Linked DNA regions of Sus scrofa: region 2 is linked to region 1. A link is a contact called in public Hi-C data. All regions are on one chromosome and are shown on one strand. Each heading gives the region's core, a stretch centred on a gene start, on an enhancer-like site or on the middle of the called end of the contact. The rest is flanking DNA. Distances are from core to core; before and after follow the strand shown.

Region 1 (4,784 bases), core at 775-3,274:
GGTCGTGCTGGGGCCCAACCTAGCCGGGAGAGAGTGACTGTCCAAGGTAAAAACCTGCCCCCGCTCCCGGAACTGCAGAGGAAGCTGGCCACGTGATTGAGCCGCTTCCGGAGTAGGCGGAGAAGAGATCGGCTAGACTCAGACCCCTCCCCGAGAAAAACCGGTACACAGATGCAGAGACACCTCTAGACTCTCAACCCCAAGGAATCGCCTTTACCCACCAGCTTACTGGTCCCCTCCGCTGAGGGCCTGGGCACGTTACACAACCTTCGGCCCTCGAAGCCTTCGGGCTGAACAGAGGGGGCGGGGTGGTTTCCGGGCGGTGCCCGCCTGGGTCACTTCCCTAAACTCAGCTCCACCCTCAGGCCCCATCCGGGAAAGCCGACGGCCCCACTTGTCCAGGGATTCGGGCCCGGCGGCCAGGCCTGAGCGAGTGCGCACGCGCCGGCCGACAGCGCCGTTCCATCCCTCGCCGGGAGTACTCGGCGGAGAACCCAGCTCGTCTCGTGGGCTCGCTCCCGAGCGCGGCCGTGGTCGCTGCGGGGTCCGCTGCGCGGGGCAAGCCCCCAATCTCAGGCGCCTGCGCCAAAACCCGGACACCCCCGCATCCCAGCTAGCCGCGCCGCCCCCGCCCCTTGTGGGCATCCCTGCCACCTGCTCTCGAGACAGACCCGCCTGCGAGGGAGGGTGACGCGAAGACAGGAACAGCCCTTGGGTGGGGCGCGCGCGCCGAGAGCGCTCGCGCGCTTTTCCTTCGCCGCCCCCGAGCCAGGTTTGGATGCCGCGTGCTCCCAGCGCGCGCGCGCACCCGCGAACCCATTCGCTTCGGCACCGCCGCGACGCGCGACACCGGCTGCTCCGCGACGGCCGCGCACCCGCGCGCCCTGGACCCCTCCCCCACGGCCAGTGTCCGCGCGGGCGCAACAGCGGAGTGGGGGAGGGGAGGGGAGTCCAGGGGGCGCGCGAGCGACGTCCGAGCCGGCCCTCACCGGCGCCCGCGGGCGCGCACGCGCGTCCCAGCGCCGCCCGCCCCTCAGCACGAGACCCTCATCCAGCCGGGGGATCTGGGGGAGGGGGTGCCGACGTCGCTCCCCCGTTCCCTCCCGCGCACGCAGACAATCGACTCGCAGCCGCCTCCCCTCCCGCGCCGTGGCCTGCCGCTCACCATATTTCCGGAAGCGAAAAGGAGATAGCAAGGAGCCAGAAAAGACAAGAGCCGCTTCAGCTGCTGCCGGGATCCGACTGAACGCGGCCTCTCCCGGCCCCTTCCGTTTAGTATGAGCCGCACAATGAGGGGCGGGGCGGGCTTCCGGCGCTCCTCCTGAAGACCGACGGGAAATGAAGTCCGAGGCTCCTGCGCTGTCCTCGGGCCAGCTGGGTAGCAGAGTCTTTTTCATCTGACAGCGTCTGGTCGTCACGTTGCATACTGGGAAGTGTAGTCCGGGGACAGCTGAGAGGGGCGGGACTACAGCAAGGAGAGCGCGCGGGTTGGTGGAATGCCCCAGGAAACGCTCTGCACAGAGCCAAGGCCTCGGTGCTGGGTGATTTGACCTGAAAATGAGCCTCGATTTCGCGCTTCTTTATCCCGTACCGAAACGGTTTTCCTAAGGTCCATCCTGGCGTTTTTCTGGATCTCTTGGTCTAAAAATTTCCAGTGACTTGGTATTTTGCTTTTGTGAATTGAAGCAACTATTCATTGGTCTGGAATCCAGTCCTAGAGCAAGGAGAATCCCAAGTATAAGGAGACTTCAATCCAGGACACATTCATTAACCATTCTCCATACTCAAAAGACACTCTTGTCTACTGAGGAAAGGCGATGTGCAATTTCAATAAAATAAGAGAAAAAAAACACAAGGAAAGACTACAAAGAAATCTTTGAAAATAGAGCTTTGTACTAGTTTTAAAAGCATTTGGCATATTCATGAGGCAATAAAGGGAGAAGAGCAGGGATTTATGCATTCGAAGATTACCGCCTTTTACTAGGCAGTGAGCAGAGGAAACAGATTTTATTTTATTTTTGCCATTTCTTGGGCTGCTCTCACGGCATATGGAAGTTCCCAGGCTAGGGGGTCGAATCGGAGCTGTAGCTGCCAGCCTATGCCAGAGCCACAGAAAGGCGGGATCCGAGCTGCGTCTGCGACCTACAGCACAGCTCACGGCAATGCCGGATCCTCAACCCACTGAGCAAGGGCTGGGATCGAACCCGCAACCTCATGTTCCTAGTCGGATTCGTTAACCGCTGCTCCACGACGGGAACTCCAGGAAACAGATTTTAAACCAGACTTAAATCTCGTTCTCCAGTTGGTAACCAGGCATATGGTTAATTTAATACCCACAGAAATTAAAACAGAAGCTCTGTGGGAGCATAACCTTCAAAAAACAGACTAGGGTGGGGGACTCCAGGGAGATTTCATTGGCTTTCAACAAAGGCCATAGCCGCTTACTCTGCAGAAGACAGGGTCGCAAACAAGAGAATTGGGGGCATCGATCCCATATGCAGAATAAAGGCTGTAAATGAAGAGCTGGAAGCTTGGTCTTCAGCTGGGGAGCAACACCCGAGACTGGGGTATGTCGCAGAGCATGCCGGGGACTGTAGTCGGGGACGTACCGCTGCATTGCCCCCCCACCGGGAGCATCAGGTGGGGACCGCAGCTCGACCGCCGCCTCCTGCAAGAGACCTTGCTACAAGATGAGATTGGCTCCACCTTTTTGAGCTTCGGAGTTTCCAAGAGCAACGAGGAGGGGGGTGGGAGATTTCGCAGTTACCCTGGAGACGCGCTCCCGCCCGCCCCTAGCTGCGGGATGCCCTAGATGTCCTTATTAGGACAAGAGACTAGAGGGGGCGGGTCCAATCCGAACGCCTGCTGGAGGCTCCTTATAAGGCAGCGTCAGGCGGGAGGCGGGAGTGCGGAGCCGGCCGGGGGGTGCGGGATCGAGGCTGGGCGGAGTCTGAAGGGGCAGGCCTGGAGCTCGGGCGCCCGCCTCTCCACTCCCGAAAGGCCCCAGACCCACACCTCGCCACTTCCGGTATGGCAGATGTCGGCTGCTGTAACTTGCTGGCGAGACTCTCGTGCTCAAGTGGAACCCCCTTTGCATAGTTCCCATCTTAACCTTCCTGAGAGTCCCCCACCTCCAACGAGTCACAAGAACGATGAAGTGTTCTTCCCTTGTCCGTATTTCTCACCCCCGGGTTGCTACCCCGAATCCAACAACATGCCCATGTCAGCCCCTCCCACATGCCTCGATGTCCAGCACCTCCTACTTGTCCCCTTTCTGTTTGTCTACTGTCTCCCTCTCCCTGTCCTCCCAGCTTTGGCCTTCCCTGCACGTCCTCGTCTTCGCGCCCCTCCCCCACTGCTCTGGATGGGGAGGCCCACATGGGATCACCATTTCCTCGGAGGGTCTTTCAGCTCTTTCTGCGTTACCTTTGTGTCCTCATTCCTAATGTCCTTCCTACAAAAACAACTGAACCCATCTGCTTCCCCATCCTCCCACCTCTCGGATTCTTCACTAGGCCAGTTTCTCCAGCGTCCTCCGCTAGAGCCAGTCTGAAACCAACAGCCTCGGGTTACTCATTTAAGCCCGGCCCGGCCAGACCTCCCAGTCATAGGGGGCGCTGTGCACCCTCTTCTCTCCTGTACAAAAAGGACTCCCGCTCTCGAATCCGGGGTAGATGGAAGGGGCGGGTCCAGGCCTGGGTTCGGCGCGTCCAAAAGGCTGGTCCTGTGCCGGAGCAACAGGAGAGCGAAAGGCGGTAGACACTACGTGCGGCACCAACCTCTTAGAGTGCAGAGGCGGGGAGGGCAGCAGAAGGCCGTCCTCTGGTTAGTGACCCGCGTGGGACCACGTGACTGCAGAGGGCCCGCCTCCGCCGCCGGAACCAGGTGTTCGAATCCCGTTTCCAGAACTGGCGGCGTCCCAGTCCTGCCGCCGTGAGGCGCCAGAGGACCCGCCCGGGCGCTGATGGCAGCACCGGTCCGCCTGGGTCGGAAACGCCCGCTGCCGCTTTGCCCAAACCCGCTTTTCGTACGCTGGCTGACCGAGTGGCGGGACGAGGCCGCCAGCAGGGGGCGCCGCACTCAATTCGTGTTTCAGAAGGTGGGTTCTGACCGGACCTGAAGGTGGGGCAGGTGCTGGCGGGGCCAGACAATCAGGCACCTCCCCAGCCCCGCGACCCAGCACTGTACCCGCTACCCACCCACCCCACCCTAGGCGCTGCGCTCCCTCCGGCGGTACCCACTGCCCCTGCGCAGCGGCAAGGAAGCTAAGATCCTACAGCACTTTGGAGACGGGCTCTGCCGAATGCTGGACCAGCGGCTGCAGCAACACAGAACATCAGGTGGTGAGTGCTGAGGCCAGGAGGCCTTGGTCCCTTGAGCCTCCCCCAGGCGTAGCCTCCGTCACCACCACCGGGGATACCGTCTGTACCTTCAGGCTCCCCACTCCTGTCCAAGTTGCTGTTTGAAGTCGGGCTCGTGGCTGATTCTTTGACTGCTCTCAGCAGCCGCTTGAACTGGTGGCCTCCCAGACCAGTCTGCCGAGTTCCAGGGTCTGGGGTTGACTCTCTTCTGCTCCCTCAGGTGACCATGCCCCAGGATCACCATCTGGACGGAAGAGTCCAGCCCGGGAAAGGCCACCTGCTGAAGTCCAGGACTCCTCCATGCCAGTAAGGAGGGGGCAGCAGGAGCCCAGGGAAAAGTGGGAGCAGCGGGAGTAAGAGTTCTCTGGCTTGGAGGACTTAGCAGAGCTGGGTGAAGATCCCCCACCCATGTGACACTTGTCT
Region 2 (4,888 bases), core at 2,154-4,653, 260 kb before region 1:
CTGCGGAGCCCAGACCTGCCTGCCCTTGGATGTCCTCAGGTCCTGGCGGGGCTGGCAGGGCCACTTGCACTCGTCCTGGCTGGTAAGGGAGGCAGCCGGCAGCAGAGTGCTCAGGTCCTGCCACTCCCTACTGAGCCTGCAGAGCCTCAGTTTTCTCACCTGTATGATGGGAACACGGGCCCCCCCTCCAGGGTCAGTGTGAGGACCTGGCATCATCCCCATCTTGTAGCTGGATGAGATGGAGGCTCACGGTGAGCGGGCAGGAGAGGCTCAAGGTGAGGACTTGGGAAAGGGGTGCACTTCCCTTCCTAGGATGCTAGCCTCTGGCCCTGTTGTGCCAGAGAAGCAGGGTTAGCTAGAGAACCTGGGAGGCAAACCCCCTTTCTGTCTCTTCATTTGCTTTTTTGTTTGTTTGGTCTTTTTTTTTTTTTTTTTTTTTTTTTTTGCTATTTCTTGGGCTGCTCCCCGTGGCATGTGGAGGGTCCCAGGCTAGGGGTCCAATCGGAGCTGTAGCCACCGGCCTACGCCAGAGCCACAGCAACGCGGGATCCGAGCCGCGTCTGCAACCTACACCACAGCTCACGGCAACGTGGGATTGTTAACTCACAGAGCAAGGGCAGGGACTGAACCCGCAACCTCGTGGTTCCTAGTCGGATTCGTTAACCACTGCGCCATGATGGGAACTCTTGTCTCTTCATTTGTAACTGTTCTTCCTGGGGTCCTCTGCCCAGCCTGTTGTACCTCCTTGCTGTTCTTCGGTGTCCTAGGACTCCCAGGTCTCCCCCCAGCCCGATGGCCCTGGCCTTCCTGCCCTCGTTTCCTCTCCAGGCTCAGCCCCATGCACTGGACAGGCCTCACATGTGCTAGGTGCTCAGAGAATGTGTCCCTCACTAAACATCACCACGTAAACCCTGTGCTCACAGGCCCTCACCCCTAACCATGACCTCCACCCCAAAGCATCACCCCACCCTGCCTGCCACATGCCAGCATTCTGCACTCACACACACAGCTCAGGCTGTGGTTCACCCTTCAGTAAAGGGGTAATATTCCAGACTCTCTAATTTGGCATTTAAGCCCCTTGCTTGGTCTTCTCCCATGACAAGATGCTACCCACGCGCCCACATTGCCAGTTCCATAATCACAATTTTTTTTTTCTTTTTAGGGACTCACCTGGGGCATATGCAAGTTCTCAGGCTAGAGGTCAAATCTGAGCTGCAGCTCCTGGCCTGCACCACAGCATGGCAACACTGGATCTGAGCCACATCTGCGACCCAGGCCACAGCTTGTGGCAACATGGATCCTTAACCCATTGAGCGAGGCCAGGGATCAAACCCACATCCTTGCAGATACTATGTGAGATTCTAACCTGCTGAGCCACAACGGGAACTCCCTTACTCCCGATGTGGTCACCGTCTTCCTAGTGAAGCCACAGGAGGCTCTCTAGTTATTATTTTTGTTCTGCCCTGAACAGCCCCCACTGTGTCGGATCCTCCTCCCAGCATCCTGCATGGGTACTTGAACAAGAAAAGGGAGAACGAGTCACTGCTGAGGAGCGGTGTCAGGTGAGGCACAGGGCACCGTCCACCCCAATTTACAGATGGGGGAACCGAGGCTCCCAGGTAAGGTGAGTCTCCACAGCCAGTGAACCCAGCCTACTGACTTTGGCATCCCTGCCCTTGAACCTGCTCCCAAAGGCATCCCAGCCAGATGTTTCCTAATTAATTCCAGCATCTCATCCATCTTCTGTAGGATGCAGCTGCAAGACTGTCCCCAACCCTGGGTTCCATGTGACCTTTTTTTGTTTTGTTTTGTTTTGTTTTGAATGAAATAAACTCCTCACATTTATTGAGCACTTTCAGTTGCAGGCCTTGTTCTGAGTATCTTGCATATAGAACCTCAGTCTCTTTCTTTTTTTAAAAAAACAGTACTGATGAAATTCTAGCACCAGGAGGTTTGTTTGTACAGACAAGGAAATAAGGCACAGAGAGGCCAAGTAACTTCCAAGTGGGTTACTGTGTGCAGAACTGCCTGATACAGTGTTTGACACATAGTGATGAACAAGTTTTAATTTCCTTTGTGTTTTGTTTTATTTTTTAAAATCTTTTTATTTTATTTTAATTACTCAAATGAATTTATTACATCTGTAGTTGTATAATGATCATAACAATTTGATTTCACAGGATTTCCATCCCACAGCCCAAGCACATCCCCTCACCCCCTAAACTGTCTCCTCCGAAGACGATAAGTTTTTCAATGTCTGTGAGTCAGCATCTGTTCTGCAAAGAAGTTCAGTCTGTCCTTTTTTCAGATTCCACATGTGAGTGAAAGCATTTGATGTTGGTGTCTCATTGTCTGGCTGACTTCACTTAGAATGATAGTTTCTAGGTCCATTCATGTTGCAAAAAATGCTGGTATTTCGTTCTTTTTAATGGCTGAGTAATATTCCATTGTGTATATGTACCACATCTTCTTGATCCACTCCTCTGTCGATGGACATTTAGCTTGTTTCCATGTTTTGGCTATTGTAAATAGTGTTGTAATGAACGTGACCTTACTTTTGGAGAAACCATTGCCAGCCCAGCCCCTCCTGGATGCTGGGCTCTGTCCAGCTAAGGAGCTGGGTCTCCTCCAGCATGAATGGCATTTGAGCTGTTGACACCATTCTGCCACTGACAGCCCCTATCTGCACAGGTGCTGGGGTCTGGAGGTGCTGACCCTGGAGACACAGAGCCAGTTCTACTGAGCCCAGGAGAGCAGGGGCCCCTCCTGGCCTCCTGGCTTCTTCTGAACTTGCTGGGCTGTTCCTCCTACCCTTCTTTCCTGGGGTCACTGCCTTTCCCCTCCCCAGGTCCCCTCTCCCTGTCTCAGGGTTCCTAGACCTCCTCAGGACCTTTGCTTCCCTCTCTGCCTCTCACCCACGCTCCTTCTCACCGGCTTTGCTTCCTTGTGCCTCTTCCCTGGTCACTCAGTCATTCCACCAACTTGATCCTCACCGCATCCTGGAGGTGCCCACTGGCTGGTGTGGGAGAGCGTCTGGTTTGGGGAGAGTCATCTTCTCTAAGTCTCTTCCTCACTCCTCACTGAACCCTGCACCCCTTCATGTCTGTCTCTCTGACGATTTCCTCTGGCGTCTCCCCATCTCCCCGCCTCCTTGTCTCCGTTTCCCTATCCTCTGTCCCTTCTCAGGCTTTCCACATTTTAGATATAAAGACACAGAGGCCCTGAGAGTTTGGGTGATCCGCCAGGGCAGGGGGTGAAGGAGGGTTGGTCTCCCCAGTACCTGCCGCCCTCGGATCCCCGCCCCGCCCACCAGCCCCGCCCCGCCCACCAGCCCCGCCCCCACGAGGCCCCGCCCACACAGACCCGCCCTCGCCACGGCCGACCCCGCCCCCGTCCCGCCCCCGCCCCGCCCCGCCCCGGCTCGGGCAGCGGGAGGACCCGGAGCTGAAGCGCCCGAGGCCGCGGCGGCGGCGGCGGCGGCGGCGGCGGCGGGGACGATGTGGTTCTTTGCTCGGGACCCGGTCCGGGATTTCCCGTTTGAGCTCAGCCCGGAACCTCCCGAGGGCAGCCCGCCCGGACCCTGGGCCCTGCACCGCGGCCGCAAGAAGGTGAGCGCGGCCCCGCTCCGCAGGCCTCGGCCGACCTCGGTCTCGCCTAGTCAGCGCCGCCGGCCCCGCCGCGTCGCGCCCCGCCTGACGTGGCTGCGGAGCCTCTAGGGCAACGGGCCGGGGGAGGGGGACGGGTAGTGCCGACGTGGCGGGCGGAAGGACCGAGGGACCAACAGGCGCACCCAACCGGGGTTACGTGGGCCCGACTCAGTCCCCAAGGGCTGTCCTGGGGGGAGACCCGGCCGGCGGGTCTTCCTTTCCGGTACTTAGCTCCGGGGACCATCTCGGAGATGGAGTGGTCAGCTTGGGGCTCGGCCCACACCCCTGAGGCCCCTCTGTTCTGCCCCAGGCCACAGGCAGCCCGGTGTCCATCTTCGTCTATGATGTGAAGCCCGGCGCCGAAGAGCAAACCCAGGTGGCCAAAGCCGCCTTCAAGCGCCTCAAAACTCTCCGGCACCCCAACATCCTGGCCTACATCGATGGGCTGGAGGTACCTACCGGCCGCTCAGTCTGCTCTGTCTCTGCCCCTCACTTTCTCCCAGTCTCCTGCTCCTGCCTTCCTGCCCCTTCCCAGCCCCCTGCCCCAGTAACCCCCAGATTTGACTTCCCCTTCTCCACCCGGTCCCCATCACGTCTCTCATCCCCCTGCTTCTTCTCCACTCTGCGCTGATACTCCACGTCCTTCTTCAGACAGAAAAATGCCTCCACGTGGTGACGGAGGCTGTGACCCCGCTGGCAGCGTACCTCAAGGCTCGAACAGAGACTGGTGATCTGAGGGAGATGGAGCTCTCCTGGGGGCTACACCAAATTGTGGTGAGGTGGGGGGGTAGTGGTGATGATTGCAGGGATGGGGGGGCTGCAGGTACAGGGCTGTGATGGCTCCTTCTGTCCCCAGAAAGCCCTCAGCTTCCTGGTCAACGACTGCAGCCTCATCCACAATAATGTCTGCATGGCCGCTGTGTTCGTGGACCGCGCTGGGGAGTGGAAGCTTGGGGGCCTGGACTACATGTATTCGGCGCAGGGCAATGGTGGGGGTCCTCCCCGCAAGGGGGTCCCCGAACTTGAGCAGTACGATCCCCCAGAGTTGGCCGATGGCAGTGGCAAAGCAGTCAGAGAGAAGTGGTGGGTGACTGGGGGCGGCATGCCCCAACCTGCCCTGTTCTGGAAGCCCCTGCAGCTTCGGGCCCCCTAGATTATATGTCACTCCCTTGTCCCTTGCTGCCCAGCTGGGAGGGGACCAGGGTCCTCAGGGTGGGCCCACTCCTTGCTCCGAGGATCCT

What was found. A called contact is a pair of places that touch in the nucleus more often than the background predicts.
Region 2: a Hi-C map of liver shows a contact between it and region 1, with 12 times the contacts expected there. The contact joins the promoter of SCYL1 here to the promoter of MUS81 in region 1. A contact is called at or near these places in 1 of 47 Hi-C or Micro-C datasets (liver) and 1 of 2 datasets of contacts at active chromatin or transcription factors (alveolar macrophages).

What each region holds. Positions count from the first base shown.
Region 1 is chr2:6,468,020-6,472,803 of Sscrofa11.1, reverse strand. It overlaps MUS81 (crossover junction endonuclease MUS81), which reads left to right and starts at 2,024. Exons shown (of 16, transcript XM_003122526.5): 1 at 2,024-4,099; 2 at 4,214-4,343; 3 at 4,582-4,667. The coding sequence starts at 3,965. CFL1 (cofilin 1) reads right to left here and starts at 1,246. Exons shown (of 4, transcript NM_001004043.1): 1 at 1,166-1,246. The coding sequence starts at 1,168.
Region 2 is chr2:6,731,992-6,736,879 of Sscrofa11.1, reverse strand. It overlaps SCYL1 (N-terminal kinase-like protein), which reads left to right and starts at 3,403. Exons shown (of 18, transcript XM_003122558.5): 1 at 3,403-3,608; 2 at 3,958-4,098; 3 at 4,299-4,421; 4 at 4,504-4,730. The coding sequence starts at 3,498.